Linked DNA regions of Mus musculus: regions 2 and 3 are each linked to region 1. A link is a contact called in public HiChIP or PLAC-seq and promoter capture Hi-C data. All regions are on one chromosome and are shown on one strand. Each heading gives the region's core, a stretch centred on a gene start, on an enhancer-like site or on the middle of the called end of the contact. The rest is flanking DNA. Distances are from core to core; before and after follow the strand shown.

Region 1 (2,741 bases), core at 43-2,542:
TATAAGAAAGAATTATCAACACCATACCATGATATGAATGATATCATATCAAAAAACACGAACAGTGACTTCCACAGCAATATTCTGAGAATACTATATATTAACTCCATTAACATGAAGCTTAAAATAGTCCAAACTAATGGCTGATGAAAGAAGTCAGAACTCTTAATGGGGAAGCAGGGGTAACCTATTTGGAAGAAGCAGAGCACTATGGGAATGTTGTACAATTAAAATCTGATGTGTGTAGCAGCAGACAAGGTAAGAAGCATGTAATGATTCACAGACAGTTCATTTTCATGCATTTGTTGACGTTTTTTTATATTTTATACCACTACAAAAGGAGTGTAGATGGATAAACAGTAATTTCTTAATTATCTGAAACTAAAGCTGGTTGTTTAATATCAACACTTCTAAGCCTCATATACTGAAAACACAACACCCTTTTTATATTCTTTTAGTCACATAATTTAAAAAAGATAGTAGCAAATATTCCCGAATATTATGCCATAAAACACCTTTTTATTACTTCGGAAATCAGAGGTGCTTTTTTAAATGCACCTTTAAGAGATGGCATTAATCCCCAAGGTATTAAAGGCCCAGGGGCCTTCAGTGGCATGAACTGTCAGGACACTGCATGTACATTTCAAAAACAAGCTAAAGCACACCTTCAGATTTAATGAGGACTTAAGAAGAAAAGCGTTAGATTTGTAACCAAACTGTCATGCCGCCAATGTCATCATCACAAACACAAGTACCGCTGTGGTATTTGACAAATTACCCAGCCAGTTGCTCAGAAATGCAGGAATTTTCTAAACTATCTGGTCCTTCTGACAGTTCTCCGTTTTTGGTTTTTATCCAGGTTCCGGCGATCATCAATTCCTACTCCAAGAGCATCTTTTAAAGGGGAGCGTTTTGTCAGAGGCAGGAGGGCTGCTGCCAGTGGGCGCGTTCAACCCCACAGTAAAAAGTTTAGCCACTCAGCAGAGATGATGACGAGGAGGTTAAAAAAAAAACCTGACACGCAAACCAGCGGTCCCTGGCAGCAGCGGTCTCCAAAACGGGACCAGCCTCGGGAGGGCGCGTCAAGGAAGCGCCGCGCCCAGCGGCGTCCCGGAGGGCTCGTCCGAGGGGACCGGCCGCTGCCCAGAGGCGCGGCAGGACACGGCGGTACTCACCGCGCCCGCCGCTCAGCGTCGCCGCCTCTGGGGACCTGCACACCTGGCCAGCGCCCTGCGCGGGGCCGGCCCGGCGCGCCGCCGCGGAGCACCGCCACTTCCGGCGCGCGCGAGGAAATGAGGGAAATGAGGCTGGGTTGCTGTGGCGCGCCCGCCTCCGCGGTCAGGCCCCGCCCTCCACAGCCAGACTCCGCCCTCCAGGGCCAGACCCAGCCCACCGCAGCCGGGCTCCGCCCTCCACACTGCCAAGTCCCGCCCTCCAGGGCCAGGCCTTTCTCTTTCCAGCTAGGACACGCCTATTCCTCCCTCTTCTGTCCTGTGCCCTGCACAGAAAGCTCCACAGATGACAGTTGATTCATCTAAAAACAAACAAACAAACAACAACTGAGATGGGTGCTCAAGCCCTGTGGGATAAATAGCCTGGGAACATCATGCCTTAGAGACACTTAACTAGACACGCATGTGGCTAATCGTCACATAAGTGCTAACCTGGCAGAGCTGACTAGCGGGGAGGCTGAGGATAGCCAACATGCCTTCTGCTCAGGGAAGATCGGTACTGAACACTGAAGAGGTCCTTACGTGTTTTTACTTAAAATAAATAATTCCATTTGCTGCATGTAAAGTACCGTGTGTGTGTGTGTGTGTGTGTGTGTGTGTGTGTGTGTGTGTGTGAAGTCTAGCCTTTTCAGAAAAGCACACACTGGCAAAGTTGGAAAGAGACTGGATATGCAGTCAGCAAGCCTATCTTAGAAGTAGGTGATCCAGACCGTTAAAGTTTTCAGGATTTCCCTTGTGGCATTAGAGGAGAACATCTGGGCAGAAGATATCTCAACAACTGTCAGCCAATAGAGCCAGCTGTGGTCAGGAACAAAGTGTCTCCCTTGGACAGCTGCTTCTTTAGGACGCACCTTGAAGTCCCCTCAGACATCCATCTTCTCTAGTACAATCACAAAAGACAGTCCACGTGGGTTAGCTGCCTGCTGTCTACCAGCCACAGTCCTAAGTATGAGTGCAGGGAGGCAGGAGAATTCTCTCCTAGGAGACTTGGAACATGGGGACCTTTAGCAAATGGTTAAGTGCCCAGCACTGCTAAATTTCCAAGATAAGGCAAAAATTCTCTAATGTATTAATAAAGTAGATATAAATGGCACCTCACTGAAATCTTAGCGAGCCACGATGCCAGACTCCAGCTTTGGCACTGTTAGTCCAAGCCCACATCTACTGTGTGCCTACGTTACACTTGACATTTCATTAACAGTTTCTGAGAAGTCCCCAGAAGCCAGGTGTGACATCTGCCTATAGTCCTAGCACTCATGAGGCTGAGACAGAAAAATGATATTTTTCAGGCCTTCCTGGATTACTTAGTAAGTTCCAGGGCAGCCTGGGATATACATTGAGCCCTTATCTCAAACAAAAAGAAAGTCCACAGATGTAGGGACCTTTCGAATGTGCCCTCTAGACTCATGTTCAGCCATAGAGATGCTTGGATTTTCCTTAGGGACACTTTAAATAGGATGGGGACTATGGCGGAAAGAATGAGAGAGACCTCCCCTGCAGTTTCTGGCA
Region 2 (3,040 bases), core at 446-2,945, 320 kb after region 1:
AACAAAATGGGAATAAATAAGCCAAAAAAACTCACCTGGGATTTGTTCATTTTCTGCTCTGAGTGGAGGAGGGAAAGCTGAGGGAGAAGGAAGAATGATGTCAGCAGAGACTTGGCCTGCCCTGCATGCAGCCACAAGCAAGGTGTTACTTCTTCAGGTGTGGCTCTAACATAAGTTGAGTTTAGATCCTTTGCACTGAATGAATGCAAACGCTTGTTTTCCCTTAGCACCCAACTTACAGGAGAATTAAAAACATGAGACAATCTTTTTAATTCAGCAAATGATAATCTAAAGGAGGAAAGGCTATGGGCTTGTCCGGACTGATGATCAAGGAAAATGAGGGAGTGCGGAGACAGCGGTGGGAATCAGGAGGTTTTGTTAAATCTAACACCATTAATCCCTTGAAGTCAGGTAAGTCAAGGAAATGAACGGGGCTTTTAAGGCAAGATAAAAATTTCAAAATGTATTTGCTTACATTCCAAGTTGCTTGCTTACAATTCTCAAAACGATCGCTTGATAAGAAACTTGCACCTCAAAGAGACAAAATATACAGCCATCTGCAGGCCCCGGTTGTGTCACTAAAAACCTGCAAGATGTTGAGATTCTCAGGACCCACCTACACTACTGTCCGATGGAAACATATGGCCATAATAGCAAGCGTGTCCCTACATGCCACCTTCACATGAGTCAAGAGTCTAAGGGACCGCCTCTCCACAGTTAACCAGGTAGGAGGGATGCATAAGATGTGGAGGTAGGGGCAGTGATAGCAATTCCGGACCTGTGAGCCTTTCACTCCCAATCGTTTTCCAAGAACTAGCATTCCATGTGCAGCCTGTATGCACCCATCTCTCTCAACTCCAGCTCACCTCTCTCCTTAAACTTGTCCCAGACTTTCGGCGAGCACACAGTCTTCCATGGTTTCAGGACACTGTCATTTTCACAAAACACATGAGCGAGAACCAAATTCAGAACTGGGATCCCGGGTGTGTGAGGGGGCAGGAGGTTTGGTGGCTAGCTAACCACTTTCCTCTTCCACTCCAAACACTGCGCCCTAGGGACCAGTCCAAAGGCCCCCTGCGAGGGTGGGCTCCCTAGTAGTAGCTTAAAAATAAAAAAAAAAAAGAAAAAGAAAAAAGAAAAGAAAAGAAAATTGCAGCAAGTATTCGTAATAGTCACACTGTGCACAAAAGGAAACCGAGTCTCGGGTAGGTTATTCTGTCCCAGTAATTCATTCACTCGGGACCTGGCTTACCCGCTCGCCCCCCACATCCCAGCATCTAGCCCCAGCAGCCAGAGAACGGATGCGTCACCGCGTCACGCTCGCGCCATGCGTGAGTCAACTCCTCAGGGTTCCGCCCAACCACCCCGCATCTTCCCCGCCTAGTGGGCAAAATGCGCAGGCGTAGCACGAGCTAGAGGCCCTAGATTAGCTCTGCAGAAGTGCGGGACTATCCGGATCCCGCAAGCCCGAGCCATGGAGTCCCAGCGCACCCCGGCGTTTCCCCATACAGCCCTCCACCCCGCTGGTCCCTGGTTGCTGCCAACAGCGACCAGGATGGCCCGAGCTCCCAGAACCCTCCGCCCTTGATGCTGTCTAAGGCTCACCCGCCGCTCCTGCAGTGCACCGTGCCGAAGGCCAGGAGTTGTTTCCCAGGAGGTACGCGAGGCCACGGATGGACCAGGAGCAGGACTGCAGTTTGCGCATGCGCAGAGGAAGGGGCGGTGCGCCCAACGGTGCTCGTAGTGGGGTCTCCACGTCCAGTGTTGGAAGAAGGACTGTTGCCTGGAAAACGGAGTCAGCTCCTGTCTCACTCTGTATTGTAAAATGATGCTGTTGAAGGCGTCTAGAAACCAGGGTTACTTTATGTAAGAAGTAAAGGTGTTTGCAGTGTAAACACGACCTTGTCAGACTCATTTCCCAGGATGGGACTTTCTGGTACACCGCGACAGTTTTCTGTATCTTTATTCTATCTAGCGCCAGCCTTCTGTCACTACCCTGGGGACTGGGGATCAAATTAATATATTTTCTACACTCAAAAAGAAGGAAAGATGTGTTAAAAATTATGTTGGAATGTCAACTGGTGTTGGAATAGTTCAGGACTTGGTCACTTTGCTGAGATTTCATAGGCGTGGCTTCCCTGTCCTAGCTACAAGACACAATCTCACATCAGACTTCCCTATCCTCTGGCTCTTAAAATCTCTACCAGGTCTTCTGCAGCATTGCTCGAGCCTTAGGTGGAGGAGTGTTATATCAGTTGGGCTGAGAACTCTTCCCTCAGTTGCTCACTGTATTTTGACAAGGTGTGTCCTTCGGTAATGGTCTCTAACTGCTGTAAAAAGAATGTCTTTGTTAAGGGATGAGAGCTACGCTTACCTGTGGGTATAATGATACGTATAGGGAATGTAGTTATGAATTGTGCTACTTTGGGACAGTGGCAGTGGTAGGGTTTCCTATAAGATTCATGATCTCACTAGCCTCGTGCTATAGGCCTCGCTTCTCTCCTGGCATCCCAAGATGAAGAATTGCAGACAATCAGCAACTACACACACACACACACACACACACACACACACACAGAGAGAGAGAGAGAGAGAGAGAGAGAGAGAGAGAGAGAGAGAGAGAGAGAGAATTAGTCTTCCCCAGGGGTGAGCCCCATGAGTTGTTGTCCAATACCAAGTGGTCAGTCAGTCCCCAAAGGCATACACCTGCAGGCAACACTGAGGGATGCAGAAGTTTCTATTTGTGTGTGTGTGTGTGTGTGTGTGTGTGTGTGTGTGTGTGTGTGTGTAAAAAGAGTGGTTAAAGAAAAAAGGCTGTGGAGAAAGGGGAGTTAGATATAGGGTAGAGGTAGAAGGGAGGACAGGGAAGGGGAAAATTATGTAATATTTTAACTAACTAATTAGTTTGTGAATGTGAAACAAATTTATATAAAATCCTGGAAAGTAGTCTAAACTAAAAGATCATCATCATGAATATTCTCTGGATAAAAGAGAGAGAAGCCACAACCCTAGTGCTGAATAGCATTAAAAGGATAGCTGC
Region 3 (2,791 bases), core at 35-2,534, 340 kb after region 1:
CCCTCTGTGCAGCCTCCGGTCAAGCCTTGACAGCCACACAACAGGTTTAGATCCCTGTAATTGACTGGCCTCTCAAAACAGGCTGAAACAGGGGGGTGGGGTGAAATTAAATTACATCTTAATGAACTGTTGCATGGCTGCCAAATCTAGCTTTGAAACAAATGAAGCTTTGAAACAAAATTACCTTCAAAAATAGCAATTTGAAGCCACATGGAGTGAGGCACACTTCTAGCCCCAGCACTGTAAAGGCCGAGGCAGGCAGATAGCAAGATTAAGGCTGGTTTAAGCTATAGAACGAGAGCTAGACCAGCTTGGACTACATAGTGAGACATTATTTCAAATAAATACATAAATAAAGTCATTAATTAATTAGACAACAGTTTTAGTACCATATTCCCTAAAAAGGTATATCGTGTATATAGATTAAAAACAAAAACAAACAAACAAAAAACCAAATGCTTAATTCCAGTCAGCCGGGTGCATACCAAAGGCCTAATGTATAAGGCCAGATACAAATGCGCCAATCATCAGCCTTAGGAAATCTCCTTCGTAACAGAGAACACAAATGAACAACAGTTCTCATCTTTTAGATCTGTCTCTGCTGGACGGGGTGGCACACACCTGTAAACCCAGCATCCTGGAGGCTGAGGCAGGAGTTTCAACAGCTCCAAACTAGTCTGGAGCTCCAAGGCCAGATCGACACCCCACCCCCAATCTGTTTTACTTCTATTCCCTTAGAGGGTGAGTGTATATAATTCCCAGATTCTCAGGAAAATTTAATACTGAAAGACCTTTTTTTAAAAAGCAATACTGTACTTCCAAATAACTGTTCAACAGTCTAACAAAGGATAGCTGAGGGATATGGGGAGGGAGAGCCTTAATTAATCTCTCACACTAAGGGATCCAGAGGAGGCTGGAGGAGTTTTAGGAATAGAAGACTCCAGGTATGATCAAGTATGCTTCAAGGCTGTGTCCTCAGCGGCTGCACGGAAAGCAGACGCAGACAGGACTGCGTGGAAGAGACAAGCCCGGCAGAGTTAAACAATAGAGGATTACGACCACCCGCAGGTACTGGGTAAACCAAACAGCCTCTGTGAACAGCTTTGAGGGGCCCAGATGAAAGGACCTGGCTCTGCTGGAAAAGCAGCAGCCCGCCCTGCTTGTTCCACAGCACTCTGCAAGACTGCCCTGCTCCGTGCGCCCTGAGCGATTCTCACCTCGGTGACAGCGGCCTCCGCTGCAGATGCCCGGGGATGGCTGAGAAGCGGGAGGACGCCGACGTGGCGGGAGGACAAGGCGAGTGGGTGCCACGTCACCCGGGCGGTGGCTCAGACCCGCCTGCCTCCCGCTGATGTCCCCTCCTCTCCCCTCCCCTTCCCTCCCCTCCCCTCCCCTCCTCAGCCCGCCCAGCGCGCTCCTCCCGCCGCCGCCCCACAGGATCGCGTGCTCGCTCGCCCGCCCGCCCGCCGCAATCGGAGAACCCCTCAAATCGGGGGATGCCGCGGGGCTCGGTGTCCCCCGCAAGACGAAGGACAAAAGTTCCTCAGCTGACAGGCGAGGGCTCTGCCCATGCGCCTAACGGCCCTCCTTTCTGGACTACGCTTTCCAGAAGCCTCCGCGATGACTCCGTGTGTGATCACGTTATGAAGTTTGGCTCTGAGTACCTCACTGTTGAGCGCTGCGCTGCTTCCCTAAGGCCTGATCTTTAAGGGGATGATTGAACAAGCAATGGGCACCCTGCGGAGTTAGACAGAAGGCCGTCAGAGGGTGCGCAGTGTGTACGGTGGGGTAGCTTAAATACTTGAAGTTTACATCCAAGGAGCTTGCAATTTTGTCTTAGGATTACTACCTTTCAAAACTATGTAAACGATAACACGAAACGCGAGAAACTAAAAAAATATGTACAGTATATATAAACCAAAAGAATACACCAAGTAAAGTGCCCTACATGTTAGTCCCCGCCTCCCCCTGGCCAAATTTTTAAAGTTGTATCCTACCGATGCAGAATGCCATTCTTATCCTCTCACTAAGAACGATGTCCTGAATATGTAAAACAACTTGTATATGTCCTTGGCCATAACTTTAGTCCGCACTGTACTAACCTTAGAAATATGGAAATATTACATTCTTCATACGAAAGTTACAATTTTTACACATAAATGTATACATATAGCATATATGGTGCCAGAGCTTTTAAGATCAACGACTGAGCCCCGGGCAGCCATAAGGACTCAGACTCATTGACTGGTCCTCAAAAGGCCAACTTAAGAGACAAGGGGACCAAACAGCCTGCAAGGTTCAGGATAAAGGTATTGTTGGCACAGAAACACAGCTCTTGCCTCTAAGGGGATAACTCTAAGGGGTTATTGTGAACTGAACATAATGATGGTCCTGGAACATAGACTTAGGGCACCCCAAATTTCCTTTTCCAACGTGCAAGCTGCTTCCCGGGGCTGTTTTATTTTGTGTATATGGGTTTGGGCCTGCATGTCTGTGTATCATGTGGGAGACATGCATGATGAAGCCAGAAGGGGGCATCTGATCCCTTGGAACTGGAGTGACGATCAGTCGTGAGCCATAATGTGGCACTGGGAAATGAACCCCTGGTCCTCTGGAAGTGGACCCAGCACTCGTCACCTCTGCCCCATCTCTTTGGTCCCTTCACAGAGCCTTCAGAGTAATAGAACAGAAGAAGTCATCAATGAGGACACTCACACACACTGGCGGAAACAATAGATGGGCAGGGTAAAACCAAATGGGAAAGTCTTGGCCTCAGACGCTCTCAGATGAC

The links. Promoter capture Hi-C pulls out the DNA fragments that hold promoters and counts their contacts. HiChIP or PLAC-seq counts read pairs in DNA pulled down with a chosen protein or histone mark.
Region 2: an HNF4G HiChIP or PLAC-seq map of pancreatic cancer cells shows a contact between it and region 1. The contact joins the promoter of Zfp248 here to the promoter of Csgalnact2 in region 1. A contact is called at or near these places in 4 of 39 promoter capture datasets (the C10 cell line, pre-B cells and stem cell-derived epiblast-like cells), 8 of 115 datasets of contacts at active chromatin or transcription factors (bone marrow-derived macrophages, effector CD8 T cells, embryonic stem cells and 3 more) and 3 of 9 other capture datasets (adipose tissue, liver and macrophages).
Region 3: a promoter capture Hi-C map of liver shows a contact between it and region 1, with 4 times the contacts expected there. The contact joins the promoter of Zfp9 here to the promoter of Csgalnact2 in region 1. A contact is called at or near these places in 6 of 39 promoter capture datasets (the C10 cell line, hippocampal neurons, liver and 2 more), 1 of 115 datasets of contacts at active chromatin or transcription factors (pancreatic cancer cells) and 2 of 9 other capture datasets (adipose tissue and pancreatic islet).

The regions. Positions count from the first base shown.
Region 1 is chr6:118,137,848-118,140,588 of GRCm38.p6, forward strand. It overlaps Csgalnact2 (chondroitin sulfate N-acetylgalactosaminyltransferase 2), which reads right to left and starts at 1,293. Exons shown (of 8, transcript NM_030165.3): 1 at 1,176-1,293.
Region 2 is chr6:118,453,811-118,456,850 of GRCm38.p6, forward strand. It overlaps Zfp248 (zinc finger protein 248), which reads right to left and starts at 1,696. Exons shown (of 6, transcript NM_028335.2): 1 at 1,606-1,696; 2 at 867-1,101; 3 at 36-77. The coding sequence starts at 50.
Region 3 is chr6:118,477,989-118,480,779 of GRCm38.p6, forward strand. Zfp9 (zinc finger protein 9) reads right to left here and starts at 1,285. Exons shown (of 6, transcript NM_011763.2): 1 at 1,218-1,285.